Regions from separate parts of the Mus musculus genome. Here region 2 is linked to region 1. The links are chromatin contacts, called in public Hi-C maps. All regions are on one chromosome and are shown on one strand. Each heading gives the region's core, a stretch centred on a gene start, on an enhancer-like site or on the middle of the called end of the contact. The rest is flanking DNA. Distances are from core to core; before and after follow the strand shown.

The links. Hi-C and Micro-C count contacts between places; a contact is called where the count stands out from the background.
Region 2: a contact with region 1 is called in a Hi-C map of the G1E-ER4 cell line, with 2.2 times the contacts expected there. The contact joins two enhancer-like sites. A contact is called at or near these places in 2 of 15 datasets of contacts at CTCF or cohesin (the G1E-ER4 cell line and large pre-B cells), 6 of 484 Hi-C or Micro-C datasets (the G1E-ER4 cell line, the HL-1 cell line, myocytes and 2 more) and 2 of 115 datasets of contacts at active chromatin or transcription factors (CD8 T cells and effector CD8 T cells).

The regions. Positions count from the first base shown.
Region 1 is chr10:39,225,751-39,230,498 of GRCm38.p6, forward strand. No RefSeq gene overlaps it. Among named protein-coding and RNA genes, the nearest start is that of Gm31562, 17 kb to the right of the region's middle. Within about 2 kb of position 2,536, at least 64 of the 459 cell types and tissues checked have an H3K27ac peak or open chromatin away from gene starts, as enhancers often do. A contact at or near this core is called in the G1E-ER4 cell line, where this site is marked.
Region 2 is chr10:39,322,332-39,327,079 of GRCm38.p6, forward strand. No RefSeq gene overlaps it. Among named protein-coding and RNA genes, the nearest start is that of Gm31616, 45 kb to the right of the region's middle. Within about 2 kb of position 2,175, at least 14 of the 459 cell types and tissues checked have an H3K27ac peak or open chromatin away from gene starts, as enhancers often do. A contact at or near this core is called in the G1E-ER4 cell line, where this site is marked.

The sequences.
Region 1 (4,748 bases), core at 1,286-3,785:
AACTCATTACAACTGCCAAAGGAGTACTGGACTATACCCAGATTGCAGCTTTAAAAAAAAAAATGAGTCCCAAAGATATTAAGTAACTTGTTAAATGGTGCCTAGATAGTATGTGGTAGAGCCTCTACTGTCTGTCTCCAGAGCTTGTGTCTTGCTGCTTAGGGGAAATGTTAGGATGGGATCTACAAGGGCAATTCCCAAGAGATACCTGTGGCTGAATTTACCTGCGAAGTTATCTAGTCCTAGAGAAAGATTTTGGATTACTGGATTATTATGAGCCCTCTCAAAGGAAACGCTCTCCACTATTAACAAATAGTTTCCCTAGGCTAAAATATGGCTGTCCAGCAAGGATGCTACTCAGATGGTATATAAGGGTTCTCTAGAGGAACAAAGCTTATAGAACAAATATATATTTATTATTTTTATATTATATATAAGGGAGATTTATTAGAATGGTTTACAGCCTGTGGTCCAGCTAGTCCAACAATGGCCATCTTACACTGATATGTAAGGTCCAAGATTTAGTAGTTGTCCAGTCCATGAGGCTTGGATGTCTCAGCTGGTCTTTAGTATACGCCAGAATCCTGAAGAAGTATGCTGTAATGCCAGGGAAGGAATGGACTTGCCAGAGAGTGTGAAAGCATGTAAGCAAACAGAGCAAGCTTTCTTCTTCCATGTCCTTTGTATAGACTACCAGCAGAAGCTGTGGTCCTGAGTAAAGTACATCTTCTCACCCCAAAGATCTGCATCAGAAAAGGGTCTTCTAACAAACAAGTCTCTCACAGGTGTGCCCAGTCATTTAAGTTTTAATTAATTCCAGATGCAGTCAAGTTGACAACCAAAATCTGCCATCACAGTTGTTAACAAAAATAAATTACAACCAAATGTCCTTGCCAAATTTCTAGGCATGAGCCAGTTTGTCGACATGGAAACTTGACTGAAAGAGAAGCTGAGTCCTTAAGAGAAAGCACATGTGACATTGTAGAAAGTGCACACCGTCACTGGGGCAAAGGTGGCTACCCAGTCACAGCTGCCAGTCTTTGAACTAACTGCATCATCAAAGCATCATCATTAGCCTCTTGTTAGAGCAAGGGAACAAGAACTGCAGCTAATAATGAAGGTGATCTGTGTTATACCAGTGTCACTCAGAGGGGAGCCATTGAATCAATGGATATTAAATTGACTTCAGATGTAAACTAGGCACCTATAGGTGCAAACTGGCTTCTTGGGCAGTAGCCATGGGCATAGAGAAGCCCCCGAAACTGTACCTCATACTTAAGTCCAAGGCCAAGGGTACTAAGACAGGAAACAAACTCAGTGGAGATTTAGGAGCTTTCTCATCATAATCAGCTGTAGGTGGTCAGTGTGGTCCAGGAAGAGCTAAGGCATCCATCTGCCTCAAAGTAAAAGACGCATTATTGCACCCTGTACATCCCACTCACAAGGAAAGCTTGCAGTGTCTTGTTCCAATGACTCCTACCCAAGGCACACTCAAATTTCTCACCACTCACGGAGTGAGGAGTCAGCAGGTAGTGGGCATTAACAATATTCCTGAGAGCCACTAACACTGAGAAACAACTGAAAATAATTTAAGTTTAATACACTACCTAACCCAAATTCCTCCCTAACTCATCTTCCCACAGCAGGCTCCCCTCAAAGCTCCAGAATCCTTTAACACAAGAGGAAACTAGAGTACAAAAAAAATAATATTTTTATTCTATTCAAATGAACACATCACTAAGGTCTCTCCTAGATCCTGGGGGGAAGGGTCTGTACAAGTGAGAGGCTCATTAAGTAAGGGCCATTAGCTTCTAGAGCGATTGGCCCATGGCTGGGAGCCCAGAGAATGAACTTGGAGGGGCACTGGAGGAGCGAGCTGGGCAGGAAAGCCTGCGCGTTAATGCTCTCCAACCAGACCTCTTTTCCTCCCCTCTATAAATATTTTCACCCTGTGACAGTCGCCAAGGGCTTTTGTTTGTCTGTTTTTATCAAACCAGGTTCCACCAAATACTCTTGTAATGAAGAACAGCTGGTGAAGTGCTGGCGCTGAGCCGGGCCAGCTCTTCATTGTCATTCACAAAGATAGAAACTGAGAGCTGACTCCTGAACAGCCGCGCTGGGTGGGGATTGGAACTCTCTGGACATCCTCGACCCTGTCTATGAGCCAGCGGGAGCGTGCGTGCCCCTTCATTTTTCTCCATCTGCGGATCGATGCTCTTTACTAAGCAGAGATGCTGGGTGAACGGCATTATTGAACTGCAAAAAAATGTTAGTATTATTGCTTTTCCTCTTTGATCTCGAGGGGCAAGATAAATTTATGATATCTTAATTGTTTCCATGGCAGCAAATCATATTGTCCCAAACAGAGAACTGGATGACTTCATGGCTGGATTGAGAAAAAGGAGAAATCAGATTGGGAGTGAGAATTCTGCTCAAGCATAAATATCTTCAACGGCAGCGGAGGGAATAGAGTAAATTGCAGTCAGGCAAAATTGCTTTTGGTTTAACTGTTCTCGCAAGTTCACCCCGTGAAAAGCCCCTTCTCCAGGCTTGTAATTTGTGTAATGATGCCTCCTTGCCTAGATGCACAGAAGGCTAATGGGGAGACTCCTCAGGCTTGGGAATGTCTCAGCAATGCTAATTCCAATTGTTTTGCAGCAATATCTGCATATCTGCTGTAAGCTGTTTTGTTTTCCAAACACATGACTCTGTGTGTGTGTTTGTGTGTGTCTTTATTTCCTAAAAGGGTTTTATCTCCCCCACCTTTTTTTTTTTTTAATCAACCAACTTCCAGACAAAAATTATTCTTTTATCATCTGAGGAAAAAAAAAATCTGTCAAGAACTGTCTCTCTGCCACTGGAGTATCTACTTAGCCTTATTAGGTCGCTTTTGACTTCATTCTCACAGTTCCAGACTGTAGTATTAGTTCTTGTCTATTGTCTGAGCAACAGCAAACTTCTTTTCTAATTTTGAGCCCCTTAAAATTTATCTCAGTTCAGCCACATACAACAGTGACTTAGGATTTTCAAGCCCTCTTTCCTCTCTACCACGCCACCTCCACCCCCACCCCTGTCCCAGTCTTTATATGCAAACATTTCCAGAGCCTTGTACCAGTGACAATCTTCTTCTTCTTCTTCTTCTTCTTCTTCTTCTTCTTCTTCTTCTTCTTCTTCTTCTTCTTCTTCTTCTTCTTCTTCTTCTTCTCCTCCTCCTCCTCCTCCTCCTCCTCCTCCTCCTCCTCCTCCTCCTTCTTCTTCTCTCTCTCTCCCCCTTCTCCCTCCCTCTCTCTCTTGTGGTTTTTTTTTTAAGATTTATTTCATTTATATGAGTACACTGTAGCTGCCTTCAGACACACCAGAACTTGTTTGTACTCTGTACGACTCCACTAGAAATTGCATAGTGATAGTCGGCTATGTCAACTCTAGTAGATTATACCACTGCTATTTACTTGGATACTAATCTAAGTGTTTCTTTGAAGGTTAATGTGTAGACCTGTTAAACTTGGGAAGGGAGAAAGGCCATTGAAGGTGAAGGCTTACAACAATAATTTTGGGCGGAGTTCATCCGGTCAGACCCCGCCTGGGTTTCCAGCTTGCTATCTGCCCAACAGATTTGCACTGTTAGGTTCCTATCATTAAAATAACCACAACAACTGTTTCATTAAAATAATTCCTCTCCCCCTTGCCCCCCCCCATGTGTGTACACAAAATAGACAGAATCCTGTGCCCTTAGTGGGGGTGGAATGACGTGGTTCTTGTCCCTAGGACAGGGCCAACAAGGCATGGGCCTCCATGAGTGTCAATGGCTGTGGTGGGCATAAGGCTTGCTCTTATAATAATGTACATATTTTCTTGTTCCTCCCTCCAGGCATGTCCTCCCTGCTAATGTTAGTGACTCCATGCACAGCAGATGTCCAGGAGTGCTGTGTGGCTATGGCTCAGCAAAATGGCAAACACTAGGACTTTCTGGACAGTCCTGCAAGCCATGGAAAAGAACTCTAAAACCATGAATTTAAAAATATATACTTTCTCAACTATGCAAAATATAAGGATGCAATATGAATTAAATGAGGGGTTTCGAGAATCTAAAGGAACAAAACAGCTGTGCTTCGAGTCAACTCATCAGAAAGATACTAAGGAAGGAGATAAAAAGATTTAGGGAGTGGTAATGGCAGGAGACCCTACCCAGCTAAATTTTTTATGTTTACAAAGGCAGACAGATTCCTGAGTTTGAGGTCAGACTGGGACAGAGAGATCCAGGCCCAGGCATGGTAGAAATGGTTAATTTCAATTCGAGGTCCCACCTAGCTAGCTTATTGTCTGTACTTCACAATGACAGTCAGATCTCTGAATCCTTTTGTAATAGGAAGAAGAAAAAAAAGTGAGTTTGCTGTCCCCTAAAAATCAAGGGGCTGGGGTCACAGGATGCTGATTCATGGGAAAATCAAATGGGAACCTGGGGTAATGACTGAATTGATATGTAAATAAAACGCTGGGCAGTGATCTGCAAGAGATGAGCTATCCAGAGAATTTTTTAGTATAAAAAGAGAGAACTGCCTGGAGAATTGCCAAGCAGAACATAGAAAGAGAGAGCTGCCTGGAGATCTCCGGAGAGAGCAGAACCTACAGAAAGCTGTCTGGAAAGCTATCTCTAACAGAACGTAGGTTGTCAGATTGAACCCATGAACTTGTAGTCATTGCGTTCACTGCTCCCAGACACTCCTCCCTCAGAACCCCTCTCCAGTTGA
Region 2 (4,748 bases), core at 925-3,424, 96 kb after region 1:
ATGAGCAGTTGTAACACATGCCACCTTCAGACTGTGGTCTTGAAGAAAGGCAGGCTCTTCCCCACTGTGGAATGGAAAAGGCAGGCAGCCAAGTGCTCTGATGATTCAGTAAAATAGATTCCTTCAGACATCTTGAACTCAATTATGGAAAAAAATCAAACTCTTCTCATTATTTAAGCCTCTGCTGTTTTGGATGTCTGTCCACCACAGCCAGATCTAGATCCTGACTGAAACAAGACAGACATCCGCAAAAATGTAAGAGTAGGGGAGATAGACAAGCTAAAAGAAGCAAAAGAAAGACGACTGAAACCTTATTAGCCTCCTAGTATGTAGCAAAGACTAATCTAGGGAGCTAGATGTCTCAACAACCATCTTTAGTTGGTTTGGCTAGGATTTAGCATTGCCAAAAGTCATTTAGCTGTTTCTAAAGAGTTCATTTCAATTTACAATTATAGAAAATGTTCCCTAGTCATTTTCCACCCTAAATTATACCTATAATCTTCTTATGCTGGATTGTTAACTGATACACAATTATGTTTCTAGAAGGAGACTAGAATCCCAGCAGATGATTTAAAATAAAGTTAAGTGGATGTAATTTGTGTTTATTTTTGTCTTATTGAAACCAAATACTATAGAATTGCAATGTCAGTTTGACTGTGATGGTTTGAGGTAAGTAAATGGAGTTGTCCTTTGAAGAGTCTCTCTGAGGATAATATATAGGGCGAAGACCAGAATTGGCCAGGAGGAAAGGAGGGGCAGGGCTGTGCCTTACCACCATCACATGCCGTTTGCACTTTCATCCATGTCTCCTTCCAGAATCACAGATCCTGCACTGATTTCTGAAAACATTAAGTTTCAAATCAGAAGAATTCATTCCTATCGAAACACCTCACTTCTGGTAAACTATACACAGAGAATCTCACTACTGGTCCATTATACATAGAACATCTCACTGGTGGTCCACTATATGCAGAGCATCTCACTGATGGTCCATTATACACAGAGCATCTCACTGGTGGTCCACTATATGCAGAGCATCTAACTGATGGTCAACTATACAAACAGAAGCTCCTATGTCTTGCAGCATTGATGAGTTCATAAAGCACTTTGCAGAGCGCTGTTGTGTGAGCTTCCTGCTACTGTGACAAACACTAAGGCAAATCAACTTTAGGAGGGAAGGGTTTTTTTGGCTCATGATCCAAATGGTTCCTTATTTTGGGGCCTGAGGGGAGAGAGACTCATATGTCAAAGTGCATGGTGGAGGTAGCTGCTCTTTTCTTGGTATCCAGTCCCAGTATTCCCTTTAAGGACATACCCTATGTGATTTAACTACCCTCCCAATGGGCCACGTCTCTTAAAATGGTCTACTGTCACCCAGTAGGACCAAATGCTGGAAACTAAACTTTTAAGACACTGCCTTCAGGCAACATATCTATAATAGTTACTTTATCCTAATTGAGAAGAGTCCAGGTATTTTTTCCTTCTTAAATACATTTCTGGTTTTTATAACTCATAACATCATGAAATTGCTGACAGTGTTACATAGAGGTTTTACACCAATAAATTTGTTCCCAAAAATCCCTGGCCAGGCCCCCTTACTCTACGCGGCTCACTTGGAGTGCTTCAACTTAAGAGTGGTGGTTAGTTAGATCCAGACTGCAAACATTGGGTGAACTGTCTTCTGGTATTTCTCCCTATCTTCAGACTCCAGAACAGTACCTGATATAGATCTTGCTCACTAAAGATAGAAATAATCAACGAATATAATGTACATGAAAGCAAGTATTGTTGGCATTGAGATAAACACAGTGACGTCCTAATGTCCCACAATGCAACACGCCTGATGGAGGCGTGTAAAGCCAGCGGGAAAGGATCCCACCTTTCCTTTGTAATTAAGTCTTTGGCAGAGCTGCACCATGATTAAAGGTGAGCACATATGTGGCTGGCATTCAGTTTCATGGAGTCATTAGGAAGCAAGTGCTTATTTATAAAAAGCCACCGACAATACCTACAGTGTGACAGAACATGCATGCTAATTAGACTTTGCAAGAAGTACACAGAAAATATATTTAAGCCAATACATTAACTAAGCAGCCTTCAGATCACTTTGAAATTTCTGCAAGGGTGTCTCTTGCAACACCCCCTGTGATTTCATCAGATTCCAACTGCAACTTTCAAATTACTGTGTGACCGCAGACCTCCCTAAAGTCTGATGTCACAGATGACAGATAATTTCACTATCCTGTTAGGAATGTCTGTCTAAGAAACTAAAAATAATGTGTTCTCTTCCACCTTGGAAAGGATGATGAGACAATGTCCTCCCAGATAATAATCATTCTTTTTTTGAATATCTAAATCTGTCTTTTTAAGATACAAAGAAAATAAAAAGGGAAGAAGGAGATGTAACAGGGATGCAGGAAAGAGAGGGAAGTTTGGGGCACATGCCCAGAGAGAAGAGACTACCCTCTGTGGATTTCTCAGGAAGATCAGAGGTGGGCAGGAGAGTGCTGCCAAGAAACACCTTTCAGGGGCCTGCAATTATACTGTTTTTACCTGTCTGTCTGTCTATCTATCTATCTATTTTATTAGTTGAGACAGTCTCATTATGATGCCCTAATTGGCCTGGTACTTGGTATACAGACCAGGCTGATCTTGAATTTGTGGTAATCCTCTTGCCTCTGCCTCCAGAATGCTGGTATTGCATGTACATACCACCGCACACAGATATGCTATTATTCAAAATATAAGATTCCCAAAGGAACACTGATAAAAGCTTTAGAAGTTTCAGGTTGTATCTATGTACTTAAGAGTGTGTGTCCAGGTGTGTATGTATGTGTGTGAATATGAGTGTATGTGTATGAGTGTGTGTATATATGTGTGTGTATGTTTGTGAGTGTGTGTGTATGTGTGAGTGTGTATATATGTATGAGTGTGTGTGTTTGTGAGTGTGTGTATACATGTGTGAGTATGTATATGAATGAATGAGTGTATATGTGTGAGTGTATATGTTTGTGAGTGTGTGTGTGAATGTGTGTATGTGTGTGAGTGTGTATATACATGTGAGTGTGTATATGTTTGTGAGTGTGTGTGTGAATGTATGAATGTGTGTGAGTGTGTGTGTGTATATATATATATGTATATGTATATGTATATGTATATATATATATATATATGAGTGTGTATACATTTGTGAGTGTGTGTGTGAATGTGTATATGTGTGTGAGCGTGTGTATATGTGTGAGTGTGTATAAATGTATGAATGTGTGTATGTTTGTGAGTGTGTGAGCATTTGTGTGTGTGTGAGGATGTATATATATGTGAGCATGTATTTGTGTGTGTGTGTGTGTGTGTATACACACGTGCTAATTAGAAGGAACTTTTGCTGTCACTCCCCCCGCCCCTCACTCAGGTCATCAGACTTGCATGACTTACCTTCTGAATCATTTGCTGGCCCATGTTTGAGTTTGTTTGTTTGTCTGTTGTTTTGTTTTTGTTTTGAGATATGATTTTTCTGGGTAGCCTATGCTAGTCTCAAACTGATAATCCTCCTGAGTGCTGGGATTCCAGGCATGTACCACCACACACAGCAGGAAGGCTTTCATTTTTTAAATTTGTTTGTGTTATTTTTATTTCTGTATTTGGATGTGTGCCTGTGTGAGAGTGTGCACAGGTGAGCACAGCTGTCCAAGGGAAGAGGTGAGAGTTGTCGGCGGGTCCCCTCAGCTGGAGTTACAGGTGGTTGTGACTGCCTCTGGCGGGTGCTGGGAATCAAACTCTGCTCTTCTGCAAGAGCTACCCTTGCAGTTTATCACTGAGCTACGACTCCAGTCCCTGAAAGATTTTTAAAAAGGTTTCTTAATAAAGAAATTCACGTTTGTGCAGAGACGAGGCAGCTCTTATGCCTGTTACTTTAGACTTCAGCAGCATGTCCTGCAAAGCTCACTGGGTTCCAGGAAGATGGGAAACAAGAGACCTAATTACCGGATGCTTTAAGAAATAATACTCCAGTAATTTTTTTTATTTGTCAAGTTGATTGCAAGCAATAAAAAGTGATTAAAATACTTATTGTGCTGTAATTTCCTTATGATTTGGTATTTCTGGAGTCAGTTTGCAAATGATAGCATCTAAGGGATTTTTGGAATTTAAATGCAAAATTAAAGTGCTTTATACAACAAGACAGATGCTCCCAGGATCTGCTGCCTATCGGCACAAAAGGAAGCAGGTTCTAGTTTTCATCAGCTGATAGTTGGAAATTATCTCAGAGAAGGGAAAGGAAGATAAGCTGGTGATCAGCAGCCACCATGAGGGGGGCAACATCTGCCCAGAGTTCACAGAAGTCAAGAGCTGAGCCAAAGAAAATAGTTTCAGATAGAGTCCTGGTACTTGGAGAAAAAAAATGAGGTGAGTGGGTGAGTGAGTGAATAAATGAATGAGTGAATGAATGAGTGAGTAAGTGAATGAATTGATGAGTGAGTTAATGAATGAGTGAATGCATGAATGAGTAAATAAATGAATGAATAAGTGAGTGAATGAACGAATGAGCAAATGAATGAATGAGTGAATGAATGACCAGCTCTAGCCAAGATACCATTTTAGGAGTAGGAGTGAAAAGACTTTAGGTAGTTCACTATCTGATTGGTAGCATGTCTTTCCAAACTAATTTGCATGTCTTACCTTAATGACTATATTTTTGAAGTGACCCTTTTCAATGGGTGATCATTACAGAAGCTGACCCTCCAATCCCACAC